Linked DNA regions of Mus musculus: regions 1, 2 and 4 are each linked to region 3. The links are chromatin contacts, called in public HiChIP or PLAC-seq and promoter capture Hi-C maps. All regions are on one chromosome and are shown on one strand. The core of a region is the stretch at or near the end of the contact, and the rest is flanking DNA. Distances in the headings are between cores, read along the strand shown. Region 1 holds the start of Irf8 (interferon regulatory factor 8). Region 2 overlaps Gm33199 (a long non-coding RNA gene). Region 3 holds the start of Fendrr (Foxf1 adjacent non-coding developmental regulatory RNA). Region 4 holds the start of 1700018B08Rik (RIKEN cDNA 1700018B08 gene).

Evidence for each region. Promoter capture Hi-C pulls out the DNA fragments that hold promoters and counts their contacts. HiChIP or PLAC-seq counts read pairs in DNA pulled down with a chosen protein or histone mark.
Region 1: a contact with region 3 is called in a promoter capture Hi-C map of embryonic stem cells, with 4 times the contacts expected there. The contact joins the promoter of Irf8 here to the promoter of Fendrr in region 3. A contact is called at or near these places in 18 of 39 promoter capture datasets (3T3-L1-derived adipocytes, the HPC-7 cell line, the SN4741 cell line and 11 more), 1 of 15 datasets of contacts at CTCF or cohesin (large pre-B cells), 7 of 484 Hi-C or Micro-C datasets (cardiomyocytes, cortical neurons, embryonic stem cells and 2 more), 10 of 115 datasets of contacts at active chromatin or transcription factors (astrocytes, embryonic forebrain, embryonic hindbrain and 5 more) and 2 of 9 other capture datasets (adipose tissue and embryonic stem cells).
Region 2: an H3K4me3 HiChIP or PLAC-seq map of fetal liver shows a contact between it and region 3, with 7 times the contacts expected there. The contact joins the enhancer-like site here to the promoter of Fendrr in region 3. A contact is called at or near these places in 8 of 39 promoter capture datasets (the C10 cell line, the HPC-7 cell line, embryonic stem cells and 4 more), 4 of 15 datasets of contacts at CTCF or cohesin (the NIH/3T3 cell line, embryonic stem cells, large pre-B cells and 1 more), 95 of 484 Hi-C or Micro-C datasets (the 63-12 cell line, B cells, the C2C12 cell line and 60 more), 23 of 115 datasets of contacts at active chromatin or transcription factors (Th17 cells, acute myeloid leukemia, bone marrow-derived dendritic cells and 17 more) and 4 of 9 other capture datasets (adipose tissue, embryonic trunk, liver and 1 more).
Region 4: a contact with region 3 is called in an H3K4me3 HiChIP or PLAC-seq map of neural tube, with 7 times the contacts expected there. The contact joins the promoter of 1700018B08Rik here to the promoter of Fendrr in region 3. A contact is called at or near these places in 6 of 39 promoter capture datasets (cranial neural crest, embryonic stem cells, frontonasal cranial neural crest and 2 more), 1 of 484 Hi-C or Micro-C datasets (nephron progenitors), 8 of 115 datasets of contacts at active chromatin or transcription factors (craniofacial prominence, embryonic basal ganglia, embryonic forebrain and 3 more) and 1 of 9 other capture datasets (liver).

What each region holds. Positions count from the first base shown.
Region 1 is chr8:120,731,004-120,738,387 of GRCm38.p6, reverse strand. Irf8 (interferon regulatory factor 8) reads right to left here and starts at 2,030. Exons shown (of 9, transcript NM_008320.4): 1 at 1,979-2,030.
Region 2 is chr8:120,794,563-120,802,093 of GRCm38.p6, reverse strand. Gm33199 (a long non-coding RNA gene) reads right to left here. Exons shown (of 2, transcript XR_388109.3): 2 at 6,720-7,531. Among named protein-coding and RNA genes, the nearest start is that of Gm33199, 11 kb to the right of the region's middle. Within about 2 kb of position 1,398, at least 16 of the 459 cell types and tissues checked have an H3K27ac peak or open chromatin away from gene starts, as enhancers often do. A contact at or near this core is called in the 63-12 cell line, B cells, CD8 T cells and 3 more, where this site is marked.
Region 3 is chr8:121,080,446-121,087,274 of GRCm38.p6, reverse strand. Fendrr (Foxf1 adjacent non-coding developmental regulatory RNA) reads left to right here and starts at 4,165. Exons shown (of 6, transcript NR_045471.2): 1 at 4,165-4,301. Foxf1 (forkhead box F1) reads right to left here and starts at 2,889. Exons shown (of 2, transcript NM_010426.2): 1 at 1,901-2,889; 2 at 1-556. The coding sequence starts at 2,876. The coding sequence ends at 396.
Region 4 is chr8:121,540,544-121,548,238 of GRCm38.p6, reverse strand. It overlaps 1700018B08Rik (RIKEN cDNA 1700018B08 gene), which reads left to right and starts at 3,911. Exons shown (of 9, transcript NM_001382232.1): 1 at 3,911-3,948; 2 at 4,083-4,235; 3 at 6,018-6,069; 4 at 7,659-7,695. The coding sequence starts at 4,202. 1700030M09Rik (RIKEN cDNA 1700030M09 gene) reads right to left here and starts at 3,851. Exons shown (of 3, transcript NR_045903.1): 1 at 3,517-3,851; 2 at 2,882-2,972; 3 at 587-1,124.

The DNA.
Region 1 (7,384 bases), core at 781-3,280, 350 kb after region 3:
TCAGCAGGGGCTCTTCACCTTGGGAAGCCATTGGCTCCTAAGTCTAAGGACCCTCACAAGAAAGGCAGGAAAGAAAGGTTATCTCAAGAAACCCAGTATTCTAAGACCACTGAGTTCATAAGTGACAAGTCAGAAAGGAATACCTAGGGAGAGAACTGAAATGGCATTGGGTACCCCTAAAACCAAGTAGAGTCCTGGCTCCAACAGCTTGTTCTGGAGAGGAGATAGGAGGCTCTCCTGGTTTGGTAGTGTCTTGTGTGGCCTCTAAGGATGAGGGTGGGGTGGGAGCTGGGGTCAGGGGTCCAGAGTATCTGAGGATGTGTCCATTGAAAGCCTCAACTCAGCTCCTGGAGATAGATTTGTGACCCATACCCCCATGGTCCCTGAGCCTCCTGAAATCTGAAGGGACTTCCCTGGCATGGCTGGAGTTTTTTCCAGAACAGGAATGGCACTTTCTTGTCAGGGATCCTGGGGTACCCAACACCCCAGAACTGTGAAAGACAGATGTCTTGGTGGGTGACAGAGAAAAGGGGTGTTTAAAAGGAAAGGTGAATGGCAGACCATGGAAGCTAGGAGGTTAAAATTCTCTAACCCAGCCTCTTCTACACTCGGAAGGGGGAGAGACTGGGAGGGACCACCATCCCCTGGGCAGGCACAGCACAAACTGCCAGCACCCTGCCAGTGACAGTACACACAGAAGGGATGCTTTCTTTCATTCATTCTGCAGATGAAAGAACACCTGACAGGGTCCGGCTCTCAGCACCTGGACAATCTCCTCTATTGCCTTGGAGGCCAATCTGAGGTCCTAGACAGGCATAGCCTGACTCTCTTACAACTATGGACAATTAATGGTTTATAAACACGCTCACATGATTCTAGCTTCCTCTTCTTGATTTTGAGGCAGCATTCCCTGTGGGCCCAATCCTGCCTACAGCTAACTTACATCTAGAGCAACGTGTCTTAGGTCAGGCTTCTCACAAGGCAGGGGACAGAGGCTCGCCTAACACAGCTGTCAACATCTGCACCAGCCATGTTTGGCGGGGCTCACACCACACCGTAATCCCTTTCATTCAGCCCTGGGCCACAGTCTGACCACCACTGAACGGAAATCCATCACAGACCCATCTCTTTCTGGCCCCAAGCTTCCTCAGGGACACTGAATCGGTCCCAGTTCTTCATGAAGGAGCCTGCCATAACTTAAAGGGACAAACCTAGAACTGTCACGAAACTGCTCTTATCGTTTGACTTTAAAAGAAAAAAACAGGGCCATTGAGCACCTGGGCACCCCCCAAGCTCCGCCTGAAATCCTAACACTCAGAAGAGGTAGGCGGATAACCGGGAGCTCATTGGAATGAGCCTGGGCTACAGAGTGATACCCTGTATCAGAAACAAAACAAAAACAAACAAAACAGTGATCTACCATTTTAAGATTCTAGTGAATGGTTTCTATTAGTTTCTACCCCCTGAACGCCCTTCCCGGCTGTGGGTAAGTAATCTTTCTCACCAGGGGAAAAGTCTGCCCCTATAGCCTGGGGCCAAGCTCACAGCAAATCTGGTCTTGAGAGCTGTGTGGGACCCACACGGAAGACTTTCCTTCCGGGGCCAGCTGGGCCACTGGACAATCAGAGAAGTCCAGCGCCACTGGGCAATCAGATTGCCACTAGTCAGAATCAAAGCCAGTCGGTCCCTGGGCGAGCCCAGTCGCGAGCTTTGGATAGTTCATGCATGGAAGCCGGGCTGCCGCGCGGTGATTGGCAGATCTATTTCTCTTCATTATGAAGTTGGCCATCAGGCAGATTTTAAAGGGAGAGGTGTTTGTTCATTTGGTTGGGTTTTGTTGTTGTTGTTGTTGTTGGTTGTTGTTGTTGTTTTTGGAGAGCAGCCAGAGCAAGCACCTGCTAACGTGCTGTGCACTCCGTTTGGGCGAAGGTGGGAGAGCCACAGCCCCGGCCCCCGCGCCCACCCCATCGCGTCCTACCTGCCGCCGGTTCCCACGCTGCCCGCGCCTCCGGGACCGCCCGCGGGCTCCTGGAGGCCCGTACGCGCGCGCCTGCTTTTATAGATGGGGCGGGGGAGAAGGCGGGTCCCGCGCGCAGAGCGACGGTCGCGCGAGCTAATTGAGGAGCGGGAGGGGCGCTGGCGCGGCCCAATCAGCGCAGCCTGCCAAATCCGCCTTCTCTGAAGCGCTCTCTTTCCGAGAAATCACTTTTGCACGTCCCCGACCCCGTGGAGTCCTTTTCTCTCTTTACTCCGGGGGCGGCGGGGGAGGGGGCTGCCCCAAAAATGGCCGGGGGGCTGGGGCGTCTGCCTAAGGTCAAGGAGGCTGGTGATGCACGGATCATCCTCGGGGTGTCGTTCAGGTTTGGAGAGCCTCTGTCCCGGGCACGTGTCCAGGGGCACCCTGAGTGTCAGCTGCTCAGGCTGGAGTTTCAGAGCAAAGACCAGTCCCAGAGCTGCGTGCTGGGTGACAGCCACTTGCAGCGCGCCCTCCTGGATGGAGGATGACCGCCTGAAATTGCGCAGGAAATCTGGGAAACCAGGGGAGTCGCGAGCGCTGAGGCTGGGATGCCCCCAGGAAGGCTACGCATTATCGGTTCCCTTGTGTCCCCCAGTGATGTCAGGAGCCCGGTCGAGCCTGTTCCCAACCTGAGTAGGATGTGGGAGCGGGGAGCCTTAGGTGAGGGTCGAGAGGGACTTTCGTTGCAGGCTGCCCAATTACACACCTGCGGCCACGCTTACAGGACTCTCACCCGTCTGGCTTTTAAAATACTTAGGAAAACGTTGGAGCCGCGACAAGAATTTTTGATTGGTCCACAAATACAAGAAGTATACGGCTAGGTTTCAAATAAATACGAATTCAAATAAGGATTTTCCAAACAGAACCTTCTAACTCTAGTTTATCCTGATGAGCATTGTGGTATACCTGAAAGGCACTTAAGACATTACCGGGTATTAGTTCAATGATAAATACCATCCAACAGTCAAAAGCCAAGTGGAGTTCCCTGGAGCCAAGGAATTTCAAATGAAAACTACTTTTCAAAGCTCATTTGTTTTATTACTATTATTATTGGGTTTATTGTTTGTTTTCCAAGACAGGGTTTCCCTGTAGCCCTGGCTGTCCCCGAACTAGACCAGGCTGGCCTCAAATTCACAGAGATCTGCTAGCCTCTGCCTCCCAAGGGCTGGGATTAAAGGTGTGTGCCACCATAGTCCAGCTCAAATTCTTTAATAGTAATATGGGAGTGTTTTAATAAGTGTTTGCTGTGAAGGGCAGAGTCCAGAAGTCAGACACGCTCAGATTACTACAACAGACTCCTGTGTGCATTTATACCCCTTTCATTTCCCAAATAGGCACCTTATAAGCGTATGCAGATTTTCCTACTTACAAATATCAAAGGCACAGAACAGATCCCAAATGTCCACCCAGTGTGCCTGCCTCTTAGCTAAAGGTAGAGAGAGATTAGGGACACCAGCCCTAGCTTCTGGTCCTAGCAGCAGGTGTCTCTGTACACACTAGAAGACACCAGCCCAGCCTGCCTGACAACTGTCCTGAAGCCATATACATCGGGGTGTGAGTGGGGTCTATTTTTTTCTAACTGTTTTCCTAGAAGTCTGAAATAGCTCCACTCAGGACCTAAGAGAACCCAAGCCACCTACAATGGGCACTGACTCACAGCTGAATATTGATGGGGTCTTTGAGGGTGAAGCTATGAAGGTGGTGTCTCATGTGAGCCACGTGTACATTTCCCACACGCCAGCGATAGCCACTCAGGAGAGATTCAGTGTAGGATCTCCTGGCATAAGTCATATGTCGGGGGTGGAGCTAGGTCACATCACTGCATAAGAGAAGAGGCATGTGCAGGGCTTAACTAAGGAGAAGAGGCCCCGAAGTGTTCTAGAGAGTCCATCACCACCTCCCAGCCTCTCCAGAGGAGGCAATTAAACATGTCCTCCAGACCCAGTGTACTGACTGGTTCTCTGGGACAACCTGACACAACCTGGAGTTATCACAGAGAAAAGAGCCTCCCTTGAGGAAATGCCTCCATGAGATCCAGCTGTAAGGCATTTTCTCAATTAGTGATCAAGGGTGGGAGGGCCCAGACCATGGTGGGTGGTGCCATCCCTGGGCTGGTACTCCTGGGTTCTATATGAAAGCAGGCTGAGCAAGCCAGGGGAAGCAAGCCAGTAAGTAGCATCCCCCCGTGGCCTCGGCATCAGCTCCTGCTTCCTGACCTGCTTGAGTTCCAATCCTGACTTCCTTTGGTGATAAGCAACAATGTGGACGTGTAAGCTGAATAAACCCTTTCCTCCCCAACTTGCTTCTTGGCCATGATGTTTTGTGCAGGAATAGAGACCCTGACTAAGACACCCAGAGAGCACACCCCCACCCAGAGAGACCAGGCTGCTGTTGCTGTGACCCAGGCTTTTTCTGAGGTTCCTTGCTATGGGTACTGTCACCAAATCTCTGTCCCTGTCTCACTCTCTCTGTCCCTGTCCCTCTGTCCCTGTCCCCTTTCTCTCTCTCTCTCTCTCTCTCTCTCTCTCTCTCTCTCTCTCACACACACACACACACACACACCTTCCTGTCACCTAAAAACTGCCTCCTCTCCACTCACTGTGTATGGCCACTAGAACAAAGACAGGCACTCCTCACCCACTTGTGTCAGCAGGTCCTTCTGAGGAGAATCGGTGCTCAGAGAGGCCATGTCCAGGGAAATCCTTGGCTTGTGAGCTCGTTCATCTCCAAAGCCAGCAAATGTGCATTCATGTCCCTGGCTCTTCTCTACAACCTCCCTGGTCCACTAAGGCAGCGGTTCTCAACCTGTAGGTCGGGACCCCTTTCACAGAGTTGCCTAAGACCGTCTGCATATCAGATATTTACATTATGATCCATATCAGTAGCAAAATTACAGTTATGAGGTAGCAGCAAAATAATGTCATGGTCTGGGTCAGCACAGCAGGAGGAACTGGGTTAAAAGGCCACAGCATTGGGAAGGTTGAGGGCCACTGCACTAAGGGTTTCGTGGCTGTACTGGGTTCAGCTGGATGACCCAGAGTCGTTGCTCTAGTCAACGTCAGATGAGGAGTATCAGTCCCTGACATCATTCTTGGTTCTGTGGATTTTGACTTGGACATCTTTGGGGAGCCATTGTTCTCCTACCACCTCCTTCTCCTCAAGATCCAGCTTCTGACCTCTTTCCTATGCCGGCCTTCATGGACCTTAATTTTAAAAAACCCAGATTCCAGCCACACTGATATCTTTTAAAAATTACATTTCATGCTTTAATTTTTTTAAATTTATTCTAAATCTGTGTGCATGTGTGTGTGTATATGTATGTATATGTGTGCGTGCATGTGTGTATGTGTGTATATGTGTATGTCTGTATACTCATGTGCATGTGTGTATGTATGTGAGTGTGTAGTCCAACTTACTCCTCTTTGTTCGTGATCAAAGTCCCCTGTGTCCTACTGAAGCAAGCTTTGCCAACCCCTTTCCTGTGTAGGGAGGTTGCTCCCCAGTGAGCATGTTACCCTCTATGTGTGCCCCCCCCCAAAAAAAACCCTGCATTTTTCAAAGCCTTTCTCATCTATGCAGGTCTACCACCTGCAGTCTGATGGGGTTCCCAGCACACACACATTCATACGCACACTCACATGCACACACATACCCGCATATGCACAGCACACATGCACAGAAGCACACGCACATATACACACATGCACACTCACACACACACATATATACATGCACACTCACACACACACACAATAAATAAAACTGATAAAAGTGTGAATTGGTTGTGAGCCTAGCCTTTAACGGCTGAGCCATCTCTCCAGGGGCTGGTGAGATGGCTCAGTGGGTAAGAGCACCCGACTGCTCTTCCGAAGGTCCGGAGTTCAAATCCCAGCAACCACATGGTGGCTCACAACCATCTGTAACAAGATCTGACGCCCTCTTCTGGAGTGTCTGAAGACAGCTACAGTGTACTTACATATAATAAATAAATAAATCTTTAAAAAAAAAAAAAGTGTGAATTGGTATTCTGAGTAGTGGGAGGAGCCAAGGCTGGAGAGACACCAAGTGGTCTAGAAAGAGCAGCTAAACCAGAGGTGGGCGGGGCAACACCTGGGATCCCAGCACTAGGATTGGCTAAACCAGAGGAGGGCGAGGCAGCACCTGGGATTCCAGAACCCGGATTGGCTAGGCCAAGGTGGCGGGGCAAGCCTGTGATCCTCGCACTGGGAGTTAACTTTTAGCCTGGGGAACACATTGAGCCTCTGTCTCAAAAAGAAAAAGAAAGGACTTCTACTCAGAACACTTTGTAAAATTCCTGTGAGTCAATAAGAGAAGACAAACGACAAACTGAGCTGTAGTACAGCTCCGCGGTAGAGGCCATGTTTAACCCAAGCAGGGGCGCTGAGTTCCGAAGCCGGCACCGTGAAAGAAGAAAAACCAGCGCGTGCTGGTTCCTCCCGTCCCAAGAAGAATCACTTCTGTCTGGTCAAATCCCAGAAGCCACTTCGTATGTGTTTGAACACTACCTCCTCGGAGCACGATGCAGAGACAGCTGTGGCTCACAAGAGCATCTGGGCTATTAGAGTACTAATCCTGTAACCCTGGCAACAAAGGCCAGAGTCTGAAGACTTCATAGCCACTGTCTGTCTCTAGCGCAGCCTCTGTGCATCCGTGGGTTATCCCTCTAGCCCAAGCAAGTGTTCAGGGTTTCTGCCCCACCCCCGAAATTATTTATTTGCACAAAGCTGACCAACTATGGGGGTCATTAACGATCTCAAAATATCTTTGTGAGGAAAAGGACACAAAACAAATGCCAACTCTGAGTTGGTCCCTCTTAGGAGTATCGGCATTAAGTAGGCTTAACTTACCAAGCCCTGAGTGCACAGACTTGTCTCCAGCAAGCAAGCTGAAAGAGGAGGAGAGAGGGAAAGACTGACAGAGTAAGGAGAAGGAGGGAGGGAGGAGAGGGAGGAGGGGGAGGGCAAGGGAAAGGAGGGAGGGAAGGAGGGAAAGGAGAAAGGGAGAAAGGAAAGAGGGAGGAGGGGAAAGAGGAGGGAGGGAAGGAAAAATGGAGGGGGAATCAAAAAGCTTAAACAGCCATGGCACTCAGAACAGCCTAGAGTCCTGATGAAAATGGTCCAAATCTGCCGGGCTTGGTGGTGCACGCCTTTAATCCCAGCATTTGGGAGGCAGAGGCAGGCGAATTTCTGAGTTCAAGGCCAGCCTGGTCTACAGAGTGAGTTCCAGGACAGCCAGGGCTGCACAGAGAAACTCTGTCTCAAAAAACAAAAAACAAAAAAAAACAAAAAAACAAAAAAACAAAAGAAGGGAAGGGAAGGGAAGGGAAGGGAAGGGAAGGGAAGGGAA
Region 2 (7,531 bases), core at 149-2,648, 280 kb after region 3:
ATCCAAACCCCAGGATATGTGACCCTTACCCGGTCAAAGCAGCAGCTGATGAATGAGCCCCCAGCCCCACCCCAGGCAGCCTCAGCAGGACTCAGGCAGTCCCGCCTGGGCCAAATGGTGACCTGTCTTTCTAAAGAAAGATGCTTATCTCTCTCCATCAGGAGACCCTAGGTAGCACAGGCAGACAGGACCCTCCTGCTGCCCCGAAAGGTGATCAGAGCCCACCCAGGCCTGTGTGCCAACGAGGGCAGTAAGAGACAGAGCCCTCACTTCAAACTGTTGCCTCAGGAGTCTCTGATGGGAAGACAAGGTTGAGCCTCTCAGATGAAAGACCTATACACACCTGGAAGGTTCCAAGAGAATCTGAAGCAAAGCGCCTGCAAAATGGCCAAATGATTCATGATAGAGTCTCGGGATCCAGCTGCGAGGACTGGGGTTTCCGGAGACTCCTGGTCTGGCACTGTCTTCTCTCACTGCTGACAACAGCTGGCTACCAAGGAAACCAAGGCAGAGCCCAGAGGCAGCCTGAAGGTGCCCAATGAGAAAGCCCATCTCTTGCTCACCTCAGCCCACAGCAGCCTCTTGCCTCCACCTCTACCTTCCCACCCAAACCCACAGCAAGGAGCCCACCCATTTGTCAATCTTCCTGTGACTCAGATCTGACCCCTTGAGCTGCCAGAAGGAAGCAGGGCTGCAGCGTGGGGTAGTGGCCAGGGGGACTGTCGTGGGAGCTTCTCTTTGCAAGCAATCCATAGGTCACCCCCTCTCTTCCCAGGCAGCACCAACTTGGCTCCACCTGGCGTGAAACTTGGCACAGGAGACCCACAGGGTACACGCAGCTTGGTGGTCATTTGCTCTGAGCTCAGCTGGTGGGCACACTGGCCATGGCCTGTGGCGTCATAGCTGGATCGCACTCCTACGAATGCCTTTGACATCAGGCAGCTTCCAACTCCCATCTACGTGAGCCTTGTCGCTGTAAGCCCTGTCCCTTCTAGTTTGGAGGTGACTAGCTGGTTACGTTCCATTCCTTCCCAAGTCCCCAGGATCTGCCCACTTTCTAGTCTAACCCATCAATAGTGCAAATGAGAGCACAGAGTCTCAGGAAAGGAGAGAGACCAGCCCATGGTCACACAAGAGCACAAATCTTCAGACCCTAACCCATCCACTGCTCTTTCTCTCACTGGAACCTGCGGGGAGCCGCCGTGGCCTGAGAACCGCGCCACCACCTTGGAGGTTAAGACGTGTATTTGCAGATGGCGCGTCAGAGCATCTGAAGCAAGATAGTTGTGGCAGGACCTTGGCATCGGCATTTTAGACACACTGAGGTTGTTTGCTGGGTTCACTCCGACAGTGCAGTCTGAGGCCATGCTGGTAATTCCGTCTCTGCTCACTAGATGGAGCCAGAGCCCCGGCGACCGAGACCTAGAAGACCCTCGTTCAGGTTGGGGGGAGGACGGGTCAGCTGAAGGTAGAAGAGGGGTTCAGTGGGGGAGGGAGGGAGCACACACCCGGGTTCTAGCTCTATGCTACCATCCACTGTGCCCCCACGGAGCGCTCAGTCTCCGTGACCCAGGGTTCTCATCCGGAAGGCACAGCAGTTACACCCCAGAGGCATTTGAGCCCAGACCTCAGCCTCTGCACTGTACATTAGCATTGTTAGACCTGAGTCTGTCTTCAGCACGAGGCAATGGAAGGCTGTCATATGACTCACAAGCTCTGCTGTCTCTCAAGTTTGTGACATACAAACCAATCTTGTGCCTGTAGGTGAGGCTTAGAGCTGGGGCCCGCTTTCTCAGTGGTCCGTAGAAGAGATACACATGCTGTTGCTGCATTTTAAGACCCCAGCACGCCCGCCCCGTCTTGGAATGTCCCACGCTATGAGCTGGAGACCCTCTGGAGGCTCGTTTCAGGTGGGCTAGCCTCTACCAATTGCAGCTGAAGGTGTTCCATCAGCCTTTGACCTTTGGTGGCTGAGGAAAGACACTCTCAAGCTAGGGTCAGACCAGGGTGGTGGCTGGTGCTGGAGCTCTGAGAAGGCACAGCCTTGCTCTGGGGGTGAGGTGAGAGGCGAGAGGAAGGAAACAGATGGGGCAGTGAACTCCCTGGGGTGTCAGTGTTCTCAGAAGCCCAGAGTGTGGTGGTGGTGGTGATGGTGATGATGGGGGTGATGGTGATGATGGTGATGATGTTGGTAATGGGGATGATGGGGATGATGGTGGTATAGAAGTGATGGTGATGATGGGGTGATGATGGGGGTATGGGGATGATGTGATGGGAATGGCTCCATCTTCTCCATACAGATTACATAATGATGCCCAGAGCATCCTTGCCAAGGCTGCTTGTCAATGCTGTGTTCATTCAGGGACTCGACTTCCCCAGCACACCTCTGGCATGCCACACCCTGCCTGCTGCCTGCCTCCCAGAGCATCTGCACAAACATCCAGACAGCCAGGCATGATCTGGGTGGAGCCCACATGTTTAGCTGCTATTGCCCTTTCCTGACTGCATAGTATTCCCTCATGCGACTGCACAGTGGGACATAGTGTCTTTTTGATGGACATCTGTGTTGTTTCTGGAGTTCGGTGACTGCTGCCAGGCTAAGCAGCTATGAGCCGTTGTATGCGGATCTTGTGGGAAGCACAAACCCTCTTTTCTGTGAAGCAGAGTTGCTAGTGCCCAGTGTGTGTGATGTATAATGACTTTACATTTGTCAAGGGAGCCCTGCTCCTTAGCAGTGGGTTTCAGGACCAATCAAAGGAGGTCAGATAGGACAAAGAGTGGTGTAGCCCAGGATGGCATCCTCCTGTCTCAGTGCTGTGATGTAACACCATGACCAAAGCAACTTGGGTAGGAAAGGGTTTGTTTAGTTTATGTTTGCACATCACAGTTCATCATCGAAGGACATCAAGCAGGGCAGGAACCTAGAGGCAGGAGCTGATGCAGAGGCAGTGCTGTTGGGGGAGGGGCGTTGGGGACCTCTGAGTGGCTTGCTCAGTCTGTGAGGCCGAATGTCTTCGTGGCCTTCACTATACACCAGAATCCTAGAGAAGTGGGCTCTGATGCCAGAGAAAGTGTGGGCGTCCTAACAAGGTGCAAGTGAGTAGGCAAAGAGCAAACTCTTCCTTCTCCCGAGTTCTCGTTCAGGCTTCCAGCAGAAACTATGGCCCTTCCCCAAGGTCTGGATTAGAAGTGGATCTTCCTACTTCAAATTAACCAAAAAGGGAAAAACCCTCGCTGGTGTGCCCTCCATTTTTGAATTCTAGATGATTCCAGATGTGGTCAGGTTGGCTACCCAGACTAGACATCACACTCTGCCCTCAACGGCGAGGTCTATAGGCACAAGATATGTGCCACCCCACCCTTTTCTAGAGCTGGTTATGGTAACACACCTGGACCCCTCACCGTAATTCCTGTTTTCGTGCCAGCTGCACTCATGGAAGGCCTCACACACATGGTCTCGGGCCTCAGACTTGGAGAGAAGCAGAGGAAGTGGGCAAGGGCAGGCGGGGAGTCATGAAGCATGCTGGGATGGCAGACACTTGGCCACAAGGAGGTTGGCAAAGAAGAGGGCACTTGTGTCAGGCACAGTGACCAACTGTAGCACTCTACGGTAGTGAGTGCCGAGGCACAGCCTCACAGGCTCAGTGAATATCTTCCTGCTTCACTGCAGAACAGTCCAGAAACACAGTCACTGGCCAGCAGAAGCTGCCTGTGAGAGTGATCTCAAGGATGGAAAGTAGAGAAGAGGTGAGAGACATGTCACACACACAGAGGTGAATGTCAGTCACACACAGCGCAAAGTGAATGTCACACACACCACAGAGAAACACCACTCTGCCGGCGGCCAGGGTCTGAGCCGAGGCTCTGTCCTCGAAGCTTCGGAGGCTGTGAGGAACAAGGGCTCCTCAGGACCTGGGTTCAGAGGGTGATGGAGCAGTTGGAAGGTCTCAGCAGAGACCCTGCAAGGTGAGATTGAGGAGTAGACAGACACAGAGGATACAGTTCAGATACGGCACCCACGTGGGCCAGGGGTAGAATTGACAGAGAAGATGCAAAGGATGCTGGGAGCTCTACAATACACATTACCTGCTGTGTGTCTCCATGTCACAAAAAAACAAACAAATACCTCCATACTCTGGTATGAATGTCGTCTGCAGCTGGGACATAAAATGAGAAGGAAGAGGACCAGGAGGTGGACATACACAAGTGCATTCTGGGAGAGACCTCCAGCATCACTCTGTCCACCCCCTCATCTTAAAATGGGAAACCAGAATCGAAGGGCTCTTGTATTGACAGCCACCAGCAACAGACCCAGTCCCTCTGTCTGGTCCCAGTCTGATGGCATCTGTCCAGTGGTAAAATCAGGCTTCTCACTGTGCCCAGTGACACCCACCCCACACCGTCATTTTCCTCTCGCTTGCTGTGTAAAATTAACTGGGCCATGAGTTTCAGAAAAGCACACCTGTTGCCTCCTTCAGTGGCAAGAAAAAGAAACCAGCAGGGACTTTCCTGCCAGCCGGCCCGGGTGGGTGAGAGGCAGGCAGGGTGCAGGGTGGAGGGTTGCACCTCTCTGTGGGACAGAAGGAAGGTCCCTGGGACATTTGCCATCTGTCACATGTGTGCTGCGTCCCTCACACGTGAATCTCTGTGCTTCGTGCTGAAGTGTGACACAGGAGCCAAAACAAAAACAAACAAAAAAAAATGCAGATTCTAAGCATGGCTCAGCACATAGTAGGTAGCCACAGTGTCCTCTGCACAGTCCATAGCAACAGTGTCCTCTGCACACAGTAGGTAGCAATAGTGTCCTCTGTACACAGTAGGTAGCCACAGCATCCTCTGCGCACTGTAGGTGGCAACAGTGACCTCTGCACACAGTAGGTGGCAACAGTGTCCTCTGAGCACAGTAGATAGCATAGTGTCCTCTATGCACAGTAGGTAGCACAGTGTCCTATGCGCACAGTAGGTGGCAACATGTCCTCTGCACACAATAGATAGCAAGTGTCTTCTGTGCACAGTAGGTAGGCACAGTGTCCTCTGTGCACAGTAGGTAGCAACAGCACCAAAGAGAGAACCAGAGGAACAGGTGGCATCAGCCAGAATCCCTTTCTGTCTCCACCACAGACGACCAGATTAAAGTCGAAGCCCCCCAAGCCTTCCCCCATGTCTCCCAGCACACGGGTCTGTCTCTTCTCTCTTCCAGATCCCATGACATGTGGTCACATGAGTGATACTAAGTTGCATTTCTGTAGATTAAAGGAAAAAAAAACACAATATAAGCAGTCTGGTCACAGCCCAGTGGCAGGTGCCTGGTGCTGCTGTTCCCGCTGGGAGCAGGAGGAACATGGGTTGAGTGGCTTTCTGCCCCGCACTGTATGTATTGAAAGCTACTACCTGTGGCATCACTGCCCCAACTGTAGGACCACCCACTCGACATGGAGGTGGCAAGTCCCAGTGACCCTGTGAGGTTTCCTGGGAAAAGATACCCAAGATCACAACTCTGGGGTCATTTCTTTGACAGACCTGTCTCCTGGACTTTCTCCACAGGCCCCAGAGGCTGCACATCCAAGGTTAAGACAGCCAGACAGCCAGGCAGCTGAGGAAACTTGGGGAAGAGGAGAGCCGGAGTGACCAGCAGAGGGCGCTGCTGCCCTTGGCATCCTCCAGGCCACACTACCAGGCTGGCCTCCTAAGGCTCCTGCTCAGACCACAGTCTGAGGCACACATAGAGGCACACAACCTGGGATTGGCATGAGTCCACAGACAGGCTGATGGTAGCGGTGGGGAGGGGGGGTCACAGGAATTAGCTGGGCAGAAAAGAGGTCTCTGCATACCCCAGGATAGGAGACTGGTGAGGCACAGACCCTGGAGTAAGACTGTCCCCAGTGCTCCCCAGCCGGTGTCCTCACCAAGCATTTGCCTGAGACTCACCCTGTCTTTATGGCCTCGCCCCAGTTATCATCTGGACTTTGTGACATACTGCCAGGGTCAGAGAGAAAATGAAAACGAAAAAGAAAAAGAAAGCTGGGCAAGAACTTGCCACAGAGGCCAAGGCCAGCCACCCCTGTTAGCCGTCCCTTTATCCGATGCGATAAGCACTGATTGATTATGACCAGACTGGCTTGGAGGAAAGCCCTGAGAACAGAGGTCAGAGGTCAGACCCTTGTCCCCTTCCCTTCCCACCATGACAAAGAGCTCACGTATCATCCCCTGTCACTCAACAGTTGATGAGCACATCTGTGTCCAGGGGCATGTGAGTCAGGGGACTGACAGCCATACGGCCAGAGCCTCATACCTTGGGAACAACCCCATTCCCACCCTCCGTCGCCAGCACACACTGAAGGAACTTTAATGTTCACACAGCAAATCCAGCCTCCATTTCTCTGGGCATCTCTCAGCGTTTTGTTTTGTCTTTCAGTTTTAAACGGCAAGCGAGCAGGACTGCCTTGGACCAAACTCTGACAGCTCTCACTGTCTCTATTAATCTCACCTAGTCAACTCCGGGGCATGGCGAGGGCCACAGTTACTAGGCCAGGCATGGTACCCGCTCTCCACCAAGGAACCTCCACTCCACAAAGAAGAAAGGGGGACCCCAACTCTCAGGAGCTCTCCCAGGTCACTTAGACAGTTAACTGTGGGGGGAACCTGCTAGAACAAGTTAGGGTTCAGTCACACCAATCCACCCAACTACCCCCAGGATTTCTAGGCACCCAGGTATGGGAGAAGGTTCTAGAAAAATGTATATTTTTTCCATTAATCCTCCAAGATGACTTCAGAGAGGACAGTGCTTCAGGCTTTATGGCCCTGTGAATGTGGGAGCTGAAGGTGTCCCCAAAGAGCAGAGGAATATCCCCTCGCCCCATGTCAAGACAGGTGGCTCGCCTTCAACTTCATGCTCTTTCTGTTTGTTTTGTTTCTCAGACTCATCCATTACATTTGGATTTTTCTATCCTCAGAGGTGACCAGATATGTTTCTCAAAGCCATGAGTCAGAGAGAAGCATGGCCCGCATGAGCCATTCATATCCCAAAGCCACAACATGTCCGATGCTTTTCCTGGGGGTAGCCTTGGGGGAAACTTTTCTAAAAAGAAGAAAAAAAAATCCTGCATTTCAAAGTGAGAACAGGAGAGACTTGAGTTACCTCAGTAAGGCCCAGGCCTCCTGTCCAAACAGGGAATGGATCAGGGTTGTCCAGCCCTGTCCCCAACGCCATACAACTGGGCTTCACTCTCTGCCGGCCCAGGAACATAGAAAGGACTTATCCAGTGGTGAGATCTGTGTGAGGGGAGCCAGCCAGCCCCGCAGTGTGCACAGTGGGACAAAGACTTCCATTCCTTTACTCAAGAGCCAGGCAGGCTGTGCGAGCTGCCCCGCTCCACGGAGTCTGGGGTGGCTGAGAAAGGAACAGCAGATGTAAAAAGCCCAGGCTATGCCAGGCTCTTGGCAGTCACCAGCTTGCTAGGAGCAATTTCTCTGGCGAGGGGGATCGGAGCTGGCCCCTCTCTGCCACAGTGACATTCACTCCCTTCCTCCA
Region 3 (6,829 bases), core at 2,916-5,415:
TTGGTCTCACGTTCCCCTGCTTCTAAAAACTGTCCCTTGGTGTGGAAGGGGCGGAGAGACCTCTGCAGAATTCTTTCCACGTATCTGGCTTCCCCCGACATGACACAGCACCTCCGTGGCTGGTTTCAGTGGGGTTGAAAGTATTTATTTACTGACAGCTGCAGTCTGACCTGGCCCCCGGCTGCCGCTGTTTTTTTAGAAATTAGTGAGGGAGTGAGGGTAGAGACGCTGCTCCCAGTCTGTGTTGGGATTTTCTTTACAAATAATCCGTTAGGGGTGGGGCTATCCCTTTTCACTTGCTGACGGGTTATACCTCCAGAGTAAAGCAGTTTGTGGCGGTGGGCTCCTGGTCCCTGGGCCGGCCAGGCTGGGCTGGAGGGCCCCGTGGCCTCACCTCACATCACACACGGCTTGATGTCTTGGTAGGTGACCTGCTGGTGATAGTAAGATCCTCCGCCTGTTGTATGCATAGAAGAAGAGGCCATGGCATTGAAAGAGAAGACAAACTCCTTTCTGTCACACATGCTGGGCGACTGTGAGTGATACCGAGGGATGCCTGTAGGGTAGGGCGACAGCAAAAGGAGGGAGCAAAACATTAGCTTCCAGGGCATGAGTTCAGGACCCAGCCTAGAAGCCCCAATGAACTTGGTTATGTGTAAGCAGGCAACTCAGCCCTGCTCTACACATTCCTCCTAGCCCCACTTCCTAGTAAAACTGGCCTTCCTGGGGTTCCCAGCATTTGGCAGGAACTGAACTGAGAAAGGGGACTACGGAGTCCTCCGTGGTCCCTCGTGGTCCCTCGCTGTGCCTTCCTGGATTTGGACTAAATCACTAACTCCAAGTCCTGCTCGAGGTTGCTTCCTGCCGCTTGGGCCTCTCCAGTCTGGACTCCTTGCCTGGCAGAGGGCTTCTTTGATGCGGAAGGGGAAGGCCTAGGAGGCGGCCCGTCCGTCCGTCATGGCCTCATGCCCCAGAGCCTGGAACGCTGAGATTTCTGCAGTTGCCATTTCCACCCTGGTGGAGCCAGAAGCCCAATGCAGGGTCAACAGAATTCAAAGCCCACATCAAGGTTCAGGCAGCTGAAGAGTCCCCTTAAGGACAGGCATAAGGTGTGTGTATATGTGTGTGTGTGGGGTGACCCTGTGGAGAGGTGGACCAACAGCTAACCACCTCTCTCCTCTGGTCTGCCTCCCTGGGGTGGCCCTGACAGCTTATTTATGGCTATCCCTCTACCGACTTTTCCTTCCAGAACTAGGCTTGGAGGCTGAAAGCTATCTTCTTTTTCAGTGGGGGAGTCTGGGGTGGGCTCTGAGGGGCCTTGAAACCTGGATCCTGAAAGACAAAGAGCATTGGGGCTTATGACTCTGACCCCCAACTCCAGGCCTGGCCACCACACAGGACCCAGCTTAAGTCTGCACAAAATGCCCCTGGACTCACCAAACCAGGTTTCCTGAAGGGCCTGGGCTGGGCCTCTCAGTGTTTGGTCCAGGCCTCTTTGGGCCTAACTCTTGCTTTGGGCCTAACTTTTCCGTTCTTGCCTGACACAGATTCTTTGCATGGGAAGTATCAGAAAGGTGGGTTTGTTGGCCAGGGCTAGGCCGCTGGCTAGATACACAGGGCCTTTGCTAGAGGCGAAGGAACCCAGATGTTCCCTGGACTTAAGAGAGCCTGGGGTCTGAGTCTTTTTGGTGTGAATGGGGCCTACCTGGTCAGGCTAGGGGCAGCCAGAAAAGAGAAACAAGAAACGAAACTCGACCAGTCTAAACTGGGGACATCAAAACTCTCCTTAGAGAGAGAGAGCAGTTGGTACCCAAAGAATTGGGGCTAATGCTCTAGAAGCAAGATCGGTTCACAGTGGCTGTCATGGCTTGGGTCTGGGGTTGGAGCCCCCTGCACTCACCTTGCAGTTCTGCCGGCCCGTTGTGACTGTTTTGGTGAAGGTATGGCTGCTCCAGGGAGTGCGTGGAGATGCTGCCAGACAGGGGGTTGGCGGCTGGGTTGCAAGGGGACAGAGGCTGTTGCTTGATGTAGGAGGCCCCGCTGTTGAGAGCCGCGGAGGCCGCGGGCGGCCAGGCTGCTGCAGAGCTGGAGTAAACGGCGTGCGGCTCCATGACTCCGCCGGCGCCGGCCGGCAGCAGCGGTGAAGCGGGCACCGAGCTGTCGTGGTGCGGGTACTCCCCGGCCGCAGAGCCACCGCAGCCACCCATGTACGAGTGGCCGCCGTTGGAGGGCAGGTGTGGCACCGAGTGGCTGGGCAAAGCCATGCCGTCCACGTTGCCAGCCAAATGGCCATTCATCATGCCCAAGCCGCCCTCCAGCGCCAGGCTGTTGGGCGCGCACGAGAGGCCTCCGGAGCCCTGGAAGCCGTAGGTGTCGGGGAGGTGGTTGAAGCCCAGCCCGTTCACCATGCTGTACACAGGCTTGAGCGCCTGGCATTTCCTTCGGAAGCCGCGCGGCCGCCGGCGGAACGAGCCCTCCTCGAACATAAACTCGCTAGCCGGATCGATGGTCCAGTAGTGGCCCTTGCCGGGTCGCCCGAGGCCCTTGGGCAGTTTGATGAAGCACTCGTTGAGCGACAGGTTGTGGCGCACGGAGTTCTTCCAGCCCTGGTAGGCGCCGCGGAAGAAGGGGAAGCGCGCCTGAAGAAACTGGTAGATCTCGCTGAGGGTCAGGCGCTTGCTGGGCGAGCTCTGGATAGCCATGACGATGAGCGCGATGTACGAGTAGGGCGGCTTCTCCGGCCGCCGCACGCCGGCGTTGGTCTTCTTGGCCTTGGTGGGGCCCGCCGCCGCGGGGTCCATGGCCTGGCCGCCCGCGCCGCCGCCTCCTCCTGTGCCCCCGCCGTGCGGCGGCTGCTGCTTGTCGGGCGCGGACATCGGGTGGCTGCTGCCGCCGCCGCTGCCGCCGCTGCTCTGCGCTGCCGAGCCGGGAGGAGGAGGAGGAGCAGGAGGGGAGGGAGGGGAGGGGGCTGCGCGGGGCGGCTGCACCTCTGCCGTCACTGCGGCTCCCGAGCGCGCCTCCCCCGCAAGCCCGCCCTCCCCAGGCGCGCTATTCTCCTCCTCCTCCCTGCGGGAGGCCACGCGCATCAGGGGGCCCGGCACCGCCCCCCCCGCCTACTCCCCCCCCCCGCCGGTGCACGCCTTTGCGCCCCCGCAGCCTGCAGTGTCCGATCCCCCGTAGCTATTCAGTGGGCTCAAGCCCCCCAGGTCCCTCCCCACGCGTCCCCAGCCCCCCTCCACCCCCGCTCCCCGGACTGCGAAGCCTGCCCCGCCTCTGCCGACCTGGACCCGGTGTGCCGGTCCCCGCCTCCTAGGCCCGGATGACCGGGCTGGACACGCGCCCGGGACTCCGGTCTTCCCGGCGCGCTGGGCTGCGGCGGTGGCGGAGGCCTTGGGTCGTGACCAGCGCGGGCAGAGAGAGCGATTGGGTTCCCGGCCCCCGGGGCAGGACGGCGTAAGTTCCCGAGAGGGACCGCCTCCCCTCACTCCCCGCCCTGGGAAGCGCTGCGCCGGCGCCCGGCGCTCCTCGGACTCGCCCAACCGCGCTGCAGCCACTGCCCCAGCCGAGCGCGGGCGGGCGGAAAACGAAACCGCAGGCGGCTTAGCGGGCGCTTTGTCTCCAAGCGCTGCAAGCGGGACCCGGAGAGTGGCTTCAGGTCGTGCAGTGCCACGAACCGCACAGGTTCCCTAGCAGGCGGCTTCGTGCACTCATTCATGAAAGCGCGCACACGCGTGCATTAACACGCGCCCGGAGCGCACACACAACGATGCCCCCAAGCGAATCCTCTAATCACCAACTTAGACGCGCAGGCTTGCACCAGTGCGCTCCCCACTCACGTTCCCCAGGGTCCCCCGGGAAGCTGCCACTCTCAGATCTGAATTCACAGAGCAAAGTCTCCTCGGAGCCCCCTCCCCCCACGCTTAACTCTGAAATCCGCTTAGTTGGCCCCGCGGCCCCGTGTCCCCTTTTACAAGCGCAGGTTCTGATTTCCTGAGAGATGGCAAAGTCCGGGGCAGGAAGTTTACAAGGCTCAACGTAAACACGTTCCGGGGGATCCTTTAATAATAAGAGTAGAGAAGCCCGCGGGCGCGGGGGGAGTTGGCCTGATGCCCCTATGGGCTCGGCCTGCCGCCGCCGCGGGGCCTCCGACGCTGCGCGCCAGGCCGGGTTCCGGAAAGCGGGTGGCGCAGGCGGGGAGCGCGTCAGGGAGCGGCCCTGGCTGCGGGGTCGCGGCCTTGGAGAGATGATGCGGGGCGCAGGACGATTCACGATCCCAGGTGGACTTGCGCGCTCGAAACCAGGTGAGTGTGGGCCTTCCGCAGCCCAGACACGCGCGCGCGCGCGCGGGAAGCCCTAGTGGCAGGGCGGGTGACGAAGGGGACCTTTACAGGAGTTGGTGCGAGGGACCTTGGAGCTAGGCGGCTGCGCCCTGGCGCGAGTTGCAAGAAGAGATGTCTGCGGGTCTCCTTCAAAGCCCGCTGGCCTCAAGTTTCTTTGGATTCTCGGTTCCCCATCTTCTCCCCACCCCCACGCCTTCAGCTTTGGTGGTAGGCGCCTTGTCGTCTTCGAGGCGCCTGGCACATCTGTGCGAGGGTCTGGGGGCTTACTGACTTAGGTTGTTGCTCTGTAGCTGCCTCCTTTGGCAGAACCGGGTTCGCAGGAGGCGAGAGTCGCCATCCCGTTCCTTTCTCCAGGACAGACTTTAGAACTCTGTGGTCCAACTAAATTAAAAGGGAGGAAGAAGGGAGGTGGACGCTTATGTGTGGTTATGTGTTCGTGCACATAGACGCTCTAGCAAGCCGGCTTCTGCGCCACACAGTCGGCCTAGACAGCACCCCTCAGCACCATCCACAGACTGGCGTCTGCCTTCTCACGGGACTTAAGTACAGTTAAGGGGCCCCACCCTGGAAGGGCGCACCACATGTAGCCTGCACGCTGCTGGACTGTGCCTTCGCCCACACAGAGCCACAGGATCACAAGAATGGGCCTTGTAGGCCAGAGCGCACCCTTCCACCCCAGGCCACACATTCCCACACCCCCAAGTTTTCTTCTCCCCCCCTTTCTCCTTTCTTTTCCTCTCCATTATTTTCTTTTTATTTACGGTTTGTTTTTTTTTTTTTTCCTCTTACACTGGCAATTGCAGACCTGAGGACTCTGGGCTGTACCTCAGGGAGGGAAGTTCTCAGAAGGGCGCTACATAGCTGGCCTTTAGCGAGAAGTGAGCTGAGGAAGGCGCCCATTTTCCGAGCCGGCACAGGCTGTATTTTGCATGCTGCCCCAGTCCAGCCTTGCCTCTGACCTCAGATCAAGGGTGCCTCCAAATCGAGGGGACGTGAAGCTCTTTTCCAGTTAAAGGATGTGTGCCCATAGGTGACCTCCAGATCTGCCCCCCTTCCCGAACTCCCACAGACCGCTGTCAGAGGCTCTTTAGGGTATTTTGTAGAGAAATTTCCTTTTCAGGGGAGGAAACTGAAGTTTCATTTGCCCTTCAGTCTTCAGGCCTACCTCCTAAGGCTGCCTGTGAGGGGGAGGGTCAGGGGAGCCCAGTTGCCTGAGGCTCAGCCCGAATTCCCACTTTCCACTGAGGAGAGAGATGGAAGTGGGTACCCAAGAGGGTAGGAACCCTGAAAGCCTATAGCTTGGATGACCCTCTACAGTTATAAAGCAATGAGGGTTGGGGGGAGTTGCCTATGTGTCTCGAAACAGCTCGCAGACACTTTGAGATCTCTCTGAATCCCACATTTTTAAAGAGGAGAAACGGAGGTTCAGTCATAGGGCTCTATCAGTGGCTTCCCTTGCTGGACGAGTCTCCTGGCCCCATAAACTATCTCCAACCGATGCTTTTATAAAGTGTCAACTGAAACTGGGGCGGGAGGGGGTGGGAGGAAGCCAAGCTCTTGGTCATTTTGTGTAACTAGGATGAGACTGACTTCAGGAGCAGGGTCATCATGCCTCCCTCCTAAGAGGCCGCGGGGACCGCTTCCCCCCCCCCCCCCCATATTTCAGTGTAGGATCACTCACAAGTCTGGATGGTCCCAGCCTAGACCATTTTGTATGGAGCCAAGTTTCTCCCTTTAAACGCGGCTCCAACTAAAGCACCCACTTCTTACGGTTGTGGCAGCAGTGAGCTGGGACGAATGTCACACAAAAGTCCCCCGGGGGAGCAGCCTCAGGGAGGCAGGGCCCTGGATCCATAGGGTGATACCTGCTCTCAGCTGAAAATCCACAAGACTCCCTCCGCATCTCAAATCAAATCCCTGCGCTTAGCACTGGCTCCAGGAATGCCCGCATTTCGGGGAGGACGCCCCCCACTCCGGGGCCCCAGGTATCTGCGCTGGTTAATTGCTTAAGTGAAGCCGCCGGCCGAAAGCGCGCCCGGCGAAACCCGAGCGCGGAACCAGATCCTGCTTCGGCCGTCCGGCCGCGGGCGCCGCCGACCACCCACAGCGAGGCCGGCCGCCCTGCTGCAGGTTAGCAAGGGCCGACCCCACGCGAGACTGCGCATCCCCGACATCCAGAGGGAGCGCGGGGGACGCGCCGAAGTGCAGGGATGGAGAGGGGAGGGAACGTGATACGGACAATTCAGCCTTTGGGTACCAGAATTCAGAGTGCCACTTGCCCGATGAGGTAACTGTGGGCAAAGTGCACGGTGGGACAGGCACCACGGACTGCCAAGGGAACTGTAGAGCGAGGGAGATGTAGAGGGGTGAATGGATAGCAAACGAATACCATGCCTTAAGCCCTGGAGGACCTGGGGCTGGTGTGGTGGCTTCATGTGCAATCAGTGTTTGAAGATTCTAACTGGGCAGGACTCTCCTTCAGTCTATCC
Region 4 (7,695 bases), core at 2,662-5,161, 460 kb before region 3:
TGTGGTTGCTGGAATTTGAACTCAGGACCTTCAGAAGAATAGTTTGTGCTCTTAACCGCTGAGCCATCTTACCAGCCCTGTGACACACATTTTTAAAATAGCCTTTAAAAAAAAATTTTTTTTTTTTTAAAAGTGGAGAGTGAAGCCGGGCGTGGTGGCACACGCCTTTAATCCCAGCACTCGGGAGGCAGAGGCAGGCAGGTTTCTGAGTTCGAGGCCAGCCCGGTCTACAGAGTGAGTTCCAGGACAGCCAGGGCTACACAGAGAAATTCTGTCTCGAAAAAAAAAAAAAAGTGGAGAGCAATTGAGGACACTCAGTGTCAACCTCAGGACTTCACAGATGTGTATAGCTATGCATACACAACACACACACACACAGATATGCAACCTATGAAACTTAAAAAGCATGCAGTTAACGCCCGCTCCTGCTTTGTGGCCACCATTGGGCTTCTGCCCTCCCCCAGGGTGGCACCCTGCTTCAGACATATCTGAGGTGCAGTGGCCTCCTGTCAGAATGAGAAATTGGGGTCCAGATGGGAAGGTGCGGTGCGACTAGTGATGGACTGGTATGTCTCCACACAGGTCTCTGAGACAGTTTCATTTTCACAGGGGTGGGGGTGACACCAGGCAGGTGCCTACCTCTGAGGTCCAGCTCCAGACCTGAAATACTTTAAAGCAAATATCAGGTGGTTTCGCCAGACTTTCCCTTTCCTTTCCAGCCTTTTCTCATCCTGTGGGAAACAGCAGCCAGCCAGCTGTGAGGGCAGGGGTGGATGCTTTCTGGAACTGAGATTACACATGGGGGAGCTGGCATTACAGATGGGGGCTCATGGAGGGGTCATGATCTGGCACTGATGTAGTCTACCTCCTACGTTAGCTCTCCCATCTACAGGCACCGTCTGTCAATCTGACCATTCCTTTTAAAGAGGTTGTGGTGTGACCTCTAGTGGGCGCTCCGGGTTACTGCAGTCCACAATACCTTAGCAAAGAGGACTCTTGTGGCTTCAAAGCCCACTGGGGCACAAGGCGGTGTGGGAACCTCTGGGGAAGCCGCTACACCGTGAGGGTCTTCTCCATCCTCTTCCACTGGGGAAGATCTCTTCCTTATCCTGCTTCACCTTGATCTGGAAAGGAAGGTGCAACATGTGGCTTAGCTGTCACCTCCTGCCTGGTAACCTGGTGTGTTTGTCGCAATCCTCCAAGTAGTGGGCTCTTAGAAGTTCCCTGGAAGGGGCTCTGGCCAGGGGAGAGGCCTCCATGCAGCCCCATCCTTAGTGCTAGAGACATTTAGAAAAAGATGAGTCTGTCCAAGCAAGTTTTGATTTTTGTTTTTTTTTTTGGTTTTTTGAGACAGGGTTTCTCTGTGTAGCCCTGGCTGTCCTGGAACTCACTCTATAGACCAGGCTGGCCTCGAACTCAGAAATCCGCCTGCCTCTGCCTCCCGAGTGCTGGGATCAAAGGTGTGCACCACTGTGCCCGGCTACCACTGCCTTTCAAGTTTGGCTGTGTGTAACCACTTCTGCCCCGGTAGAAATGGTTTTATTTACAGGCTGTACTGGGGACTGAACCCAGGACATTGCAGAGGCTGGGCAAGATGCTGGAGGTATTGTCTCCAGTGACTGCATGGGACTTTTTTTTCTTTTCTTTTCTTTTCTTTTCTTTTTTTTTTTTTTTTTTTGAGTTGAGGGACACTTAAGCCCCACAGTGGGGACAGAATGATGTCACCTTTCTCTAAACTGTTTGCGTCTGTGCAAACAGTAGGGAGCTCATTCCATTTCTCGACTTGCTTCCATTACTGCCCCTTTAAGGCTTTTTTCAACTGTTTCCATAGGGAATATACACTCACATACATCACACACACATCACACACTCATACACACACATCACACACTTATACACACATACATGTATCACACACATATCATACACGCATATCACACACACATCACACACACATATCACACATATTACACATCATATATACATCACACTCACACATCATATATACACATCACAATACTCATACACTTACACACACACACACACACGAGAGAGAGACCAAGTCTCTCTAACTAGATGAGTCTGGCTTGAAGCTCCTGCTCCTGTCACTTCAGACTCTCAGGTCTTGGAATCACAACGAGCTGGTCCCACCACACCTGCACATCCTACTCGAATCTAACAGTACACACTGTTAACTGTCTATGTGATTTATCCTGCAGACTTGGGCTTCTCACTTACAGCCGTCTGTCCCATGGCGGTCGTTTCCCTGCTGAGTCTATGTAACTGCCCGTGTCGGGGTTCCCCCGTCCCGCAGCACCTGTCAGTCACACTCCTGCACGGCTCACTGGCTGACTAGTATTCTGGGGGTGGGTGTACCTCAAGCTTCTCCTGCTATGAGATCTTGGGTTATTTGCAGTTGGGCATCCTGTGAATAGCTCTACACACCCTGGCATATCGTTTGTGTGGGTAGGGTCTTCAGAGTACAGCGAGGCACTGTGGGGGGGGGGGGGAGTCACAGCCTCCAGAACCTGCCCAGGGCTGGAGAGATGACTCACTGGTTATGAGCACTACCTGCTCTTGCAGAGGACTTGGGTTTTGTATCCAGAATCCATATGACAGCTCACAGCCATCTTATAACTCCAGTTCCAGGGGCTTCTGTGCCTTCTTCTGGCACTGTGGGTGCCGTGTGGATGTGCCACACTAACATATATTCAGGCAAACACACATACACAGAAATACTTCAACAACAACAAAAACCAACCCTGCTTCGATCTGACAGTGGCTGCACCATCTTGCTTTCCCTCCCGCACAGGAAGGAGCATGTCCTCGAAGCTCCTCACTGTCCCCGCCATCCCTCCTTACAGGCCACAGTGGTGCCCACCTCTTAATGGCCAGGGTGGCCTCTTTCTGTATGCACACTGGGATGGTGGCCATGTACGACGGGATGTTTGTTCAAGGTCTCTGCACTGTCCCTGTAGAAGATGCCAGTGGAGAAGTGTGGGAAGGAGAAAGGACACAAGGAGCCACCTGAGTAGGGAACACCTGGGCTGGAGACTGGGGAGGAGTCCACATGGGCTAGTGGCTGGCTGGAGCTAGGCATAGCCCTGCCGTTCTGCGGAGAATGGCTGGTGACAGGCAGAACATTTCGGGCTGAGGGGACAGGAGGCTTCATAGAGGGAGCACATGGCACCGTGGAGCAGCAAGGAGCACCGTCGGGGAAGGAGGCTGAGCTGTAGAGTTGGATGGAGTCTCTCGTGTGTGGCTCTTCAGCGTTATCTACTGCCCCAGGAGCCGTGATAAGGATTGTGGCTCCCTGAGCGTCACAGAAGCCCCCGAAGGGGCTGAGGATATACCTGGATTGCCTTGCTAAGAATGGCCTCCAGGTTGCTAAGATAGCTGCAGTGAGGCCTGCAGATATAGTTTCCTGGCTGTCTAGGTGTGGATGAGGAGCTAGAGAGGGTCAGATGTGGGGCAGAGCTGAGAGAACAGCTGGGGGTTGGGTCTGACTCCACTTGCCTGTGCCCCAGTGAGGCCATGATGCAGCCGATTGCTGCCTGGGGTGGGGGGGCACCAGTCTGTGGCTGATCTCTGGAGCTTGCTGCGTGGAGCTGCTGGATCACTCTGGACACCAGGTCTGGACAGCTGCTCCGGGCTCAACGAAGCATTCTCTGGAGTCCTGTGCTAGGTGGGCCTTTTGAAGACAACCACTCAGAAAGTTTCCACTGAGCCTTCCGCACCCGGAGCCCGGGAGACCTCGTTTCTGTCCACGCCTGCAGCTTCTGGGCCTATGCTGCCCTTCTGGAGCCAGGAGGGGGACAAGGGCTGCCTGAGAGGAATGGCTTGTCCCCGTCATCACTGTGGAGCCTCTGTTCCCAGCATTCCATAGTTCCATTGGAAGGCTGGCTTCCACGGAGTACCATGGTTGTGGGGGACACAGACGGTGCACAGGCAAGTAGGTGGCTGCCTCTCCCACACACTTCAAGGGAGCCCTAGGACCATGGGGAGCAGGCTGACAGGCGTCTGGGGAGTAGCAAGTTATTAGAACCCGTGTGGGCCTCTTCCCTTTCCCGCTCTGATGATAGTGAGGATGATGGTGGTGATGCTGTGTCCCACAGCACACTGGAGGGCAGAGTGAAGAAAGACCAGTCACAACCACTGAAAGAACTGGGACGTGTCACCACTGGAGACAGGGAACAAAGGGATGGCCATGATACCAGCGACCCCAGGAGGAAAAGGTAATGGCCAAGCTGGCTGAGCTGACAGAGTGTCAACCCCCGGGAAGCTCACAATACCACAGTAGGGCAAGACGCTAAGAGCCCTGTAGCAAGGGCACGAGACAAGACATGTAACTGACTCTAGTCGGAGGTGCTGGGGTGACCTTGTCTTAGAACCCTCCAACGTCCAGCCTGACAGACCTGGGAAGTGTCCGCAGGAGGAGGGAATATATGTAGTCTGGTCTATCCTGGAACCAGGCTGGCCTCCAACTCTAAGAGATCCACCTGCTTCTGCCTCTCTGAGTATTGGGACTAAAGGCATATACTGCCCCTGCCTGCCTGATTTTTATTTTATATAATTTTAAAAAGATTTATGTATATGAGTATACTGTCGATGTCTTCAGACCCACCAGAAGAGGGCGTCAGATCGCATGACAGATGGCTGTGAGCCACCAAGTGGTTGCTGGGAATTGAACTCAGGACGTCTGGAAGAGCAGGCAGTGCTCTTAACCCCTGAGCCATCTCTCCAGACCCTTATTTTTTCATCTTGTTTTATTTTATTTTATTTTTGCATTTTGAGTCAGGGTTCCTCAGTAGTCTAGGCTGGCCTGGAAGTCTTGACATCCGTCATGCTCTCAAATGGTCTTCAGGCTCCAGGCTCAGCCTCCTGAATAGCTGGGATCCTCTTTCCTGCAGCTTCGACACCTCAGCTGTGGGCTTGCTGTGCTTTCTAGAATGGCTATGGCAGCCATTCTTCTTTCTCTGTATCCACGGGTGTTTCTTTTTGCTGAGTTGTTTCTTGTTGTTTACTAGCAGGGGCCCGGCACCCCGCTGCACCAGCCGCTACCACAGTGCCTGCCCCAGCCCACCAGGTCTCTGGGCTGTTGCCAGCTGTGGACTGTCGGTCTGTGGCGCGAAGCCGAGGGACTGTGGGGGAGGGGAAGGACCCCTTTGGTGGGTGTTGACTGTCCGCGGGGTGCTGGGAAGAACTTGAGATCCTCTAGGGGCAGACCCCCAAGACAGGAATCCAAAGTCGTCACAGGGACTCAGGAAACAGATGAGAAGGTCGGCCAAGGGGCGGACCCCAGAGTCATGGGGTGGTTTTAGGGATGTGCTCTGGAGTGGTTGCCATGGCAGCACGGAGGCAGGGGCAGGTATCCACACCCCCCATCCTCTGCTAAGGGCAGCCCCTGGAGGGAGCCAAAGTCTGTTCCCTTCACCAGTCCAGGTGGCAGCTTTGTTCCCTCGGTATTTAACTTTGGCAGTTCTATGTAAATTGTGGATTTTAACCCCTGCCTGAAGTATGACTGGATTTTCTCCCGTAACAGCTGTGGGCTGTTTCGGAACAGGCAGTTGAGATGTAAGGGAGTACTCGCCTTCCACTATGTGGGTCCCGGGATCGAACTCAGGTTGTCAGGCTTGGCAGCAGGAGCACTCTCCTGCTAAGCCATCTCACGGGTCCCAAACGCTAAGTCTGGTCTGACCAAAGCCCTGGATGGCAACATTTCTTTTAAGTTACAATTCATGCACGTCTGACCGGCGCGCACATGCGAAGCCCAGGTTCTCCAAGCTGTCACCGTATTTGATAACAAACGGCTTTGAGTAGAGGTGTGTCTCTGATGGTATCTGGGATGCACAGAGTGAATGTATCTGACAGGCTGTGAAGTTCTGGTCCACCAAGCTGTTACTCTACTTGATAACACATGGCTTTGGGGATCCCTGGTGGTATCTGCGACCCAAAGAGGAATTTAGCCCATGGGGACCCCCTTTGGTCCGGTCCTACCTCCCTCTGTCTCTTTACAGGGGATCGGGACCGGGTAGTCCTACGCGCGCACAGATCCATCCACAGAAAATGGTGAGTGTCTTCGGGCTGGTCTCCATGTCCACCCAGGCGACGAGAGGATATGGAGCTCGAGCCAAATGTCCTCTCTGTCCCACTGCTCCCATGAGCCACCTGCGAGTAGCCAATCAGCTGTCAGCTCAGTGCACACCCGAATACGACAGCTCCCGATTGGCTGATCGAGGGCCAATCAGCAGGTCGAGCGGGAAGCTGTTGAGAAGCAGCGCAACCCTCTGGCTTTAGTGAGGACCTTGGAGGCTCTGGTCCGACTGGCTGTATAGCACATGCCCAACACAGTGCATCATGACAGATCAGGTCAGCCCAGAGTCCACACGGGTGACCTCGGAGCTCACCTGTGAGTGCCGGGAGCCCCGAGGCTGCCCAGTCCAGCGGTAGCGCAGTGGCGACCTACTCTTTCCAACCTTGGAAATGTCAGGAGCAGGCCTTCAGGCATGGCTGTATCCAGGTGTGCACGGACTATGGTCCCGGATGTTTCCCCCCCCCCCCCCGGCCCTCTCCTTTCCTTTGCGCAGGTTTCTCTCACAGACCAGGTGACCACCCAGACTTCCTGTGGTAATTAGGGTAACTCCTTCAGCAAAGAAGGAGAACAACTGCTCTCGCTATTCTAGCAGGCAGTTCCAAGGGTTATGACTGTAGTGACCAATCTCAGATCAGCTTGACCTCACCTCGAGGCTGGACTACTGTGGGTAGTCCGGATGTTGAGCCGGTCAGCCCCTGAGATGTTGTGCCGGTCAGCCCCTGTGTCTTATTTTCAGTTATCAGTCATGAGAACTGAGTTCAAAGGCCCTTAGCACACCAAGCACGCTCCTGTGATCTCAGCACTTGGGAGACGGAAGCAGGAGGATTGCTGTGTGTTACACGGTGAAATCCTGCCTCAACAAAACACCAAAGCAGACAATAATGATTGAGATTATTATATAAAACCACCCGGCCGCAGTGATTTCTGATGTGAAGCAAGCTGACACCAGCCATGGAAACTCAGTTTTGCCTGGTGTTTGATGTCTGCATGCTAGATGCTCTCATGGCCAATATCCTGGCAGTGTGTGGCTGGGATCCAGGGAGAGTTAACTGTCACTCCGAGCTCATGGTCCTGCTGTGTCCCTCCCACCCCCCCGTCTTCTGTCCCTCTTTGTTCCACTCTGCCACTCTGTCCCCCTTTATTTTGCTGCACCCCCTGTTCTCTTATGTCTTACCCTGTCCTCTTTGAGGCAAAGTCATCAGGTCTACTGGATTTTTGTGACAGTTTTGACATGATCTTCCTCTTACTGCAGTAAGCCTGTGTATACAAAGCCTCACAGGGGCCAGTGGAGCCCTGGGATCTTCAGGCCCTAGGACCCTCCTGAGAGCCAAGCCTGGCTTTAGCTGGAGTGTATTGAAACAGGTTGGCTTGGGAACACAGGGTCTCACACCAGTTAGGAAGATATCACCTGTGCTAGCCTGCCCTTCTGTCTCCCTGAAATACCTACCTCCTGGGCTCAGAAGGACGACCTCTCCGCCTTTAGTGTAGTGCCAAGGGCCACCGATGCCCAGCCCAAAGTTTGCACAGAACTCAGAACCTTCACATCCGTATTTGTCTTTTCTAGGAAGGGTTCGTTTCAGACCTTTGGAAAGGATGTGTGC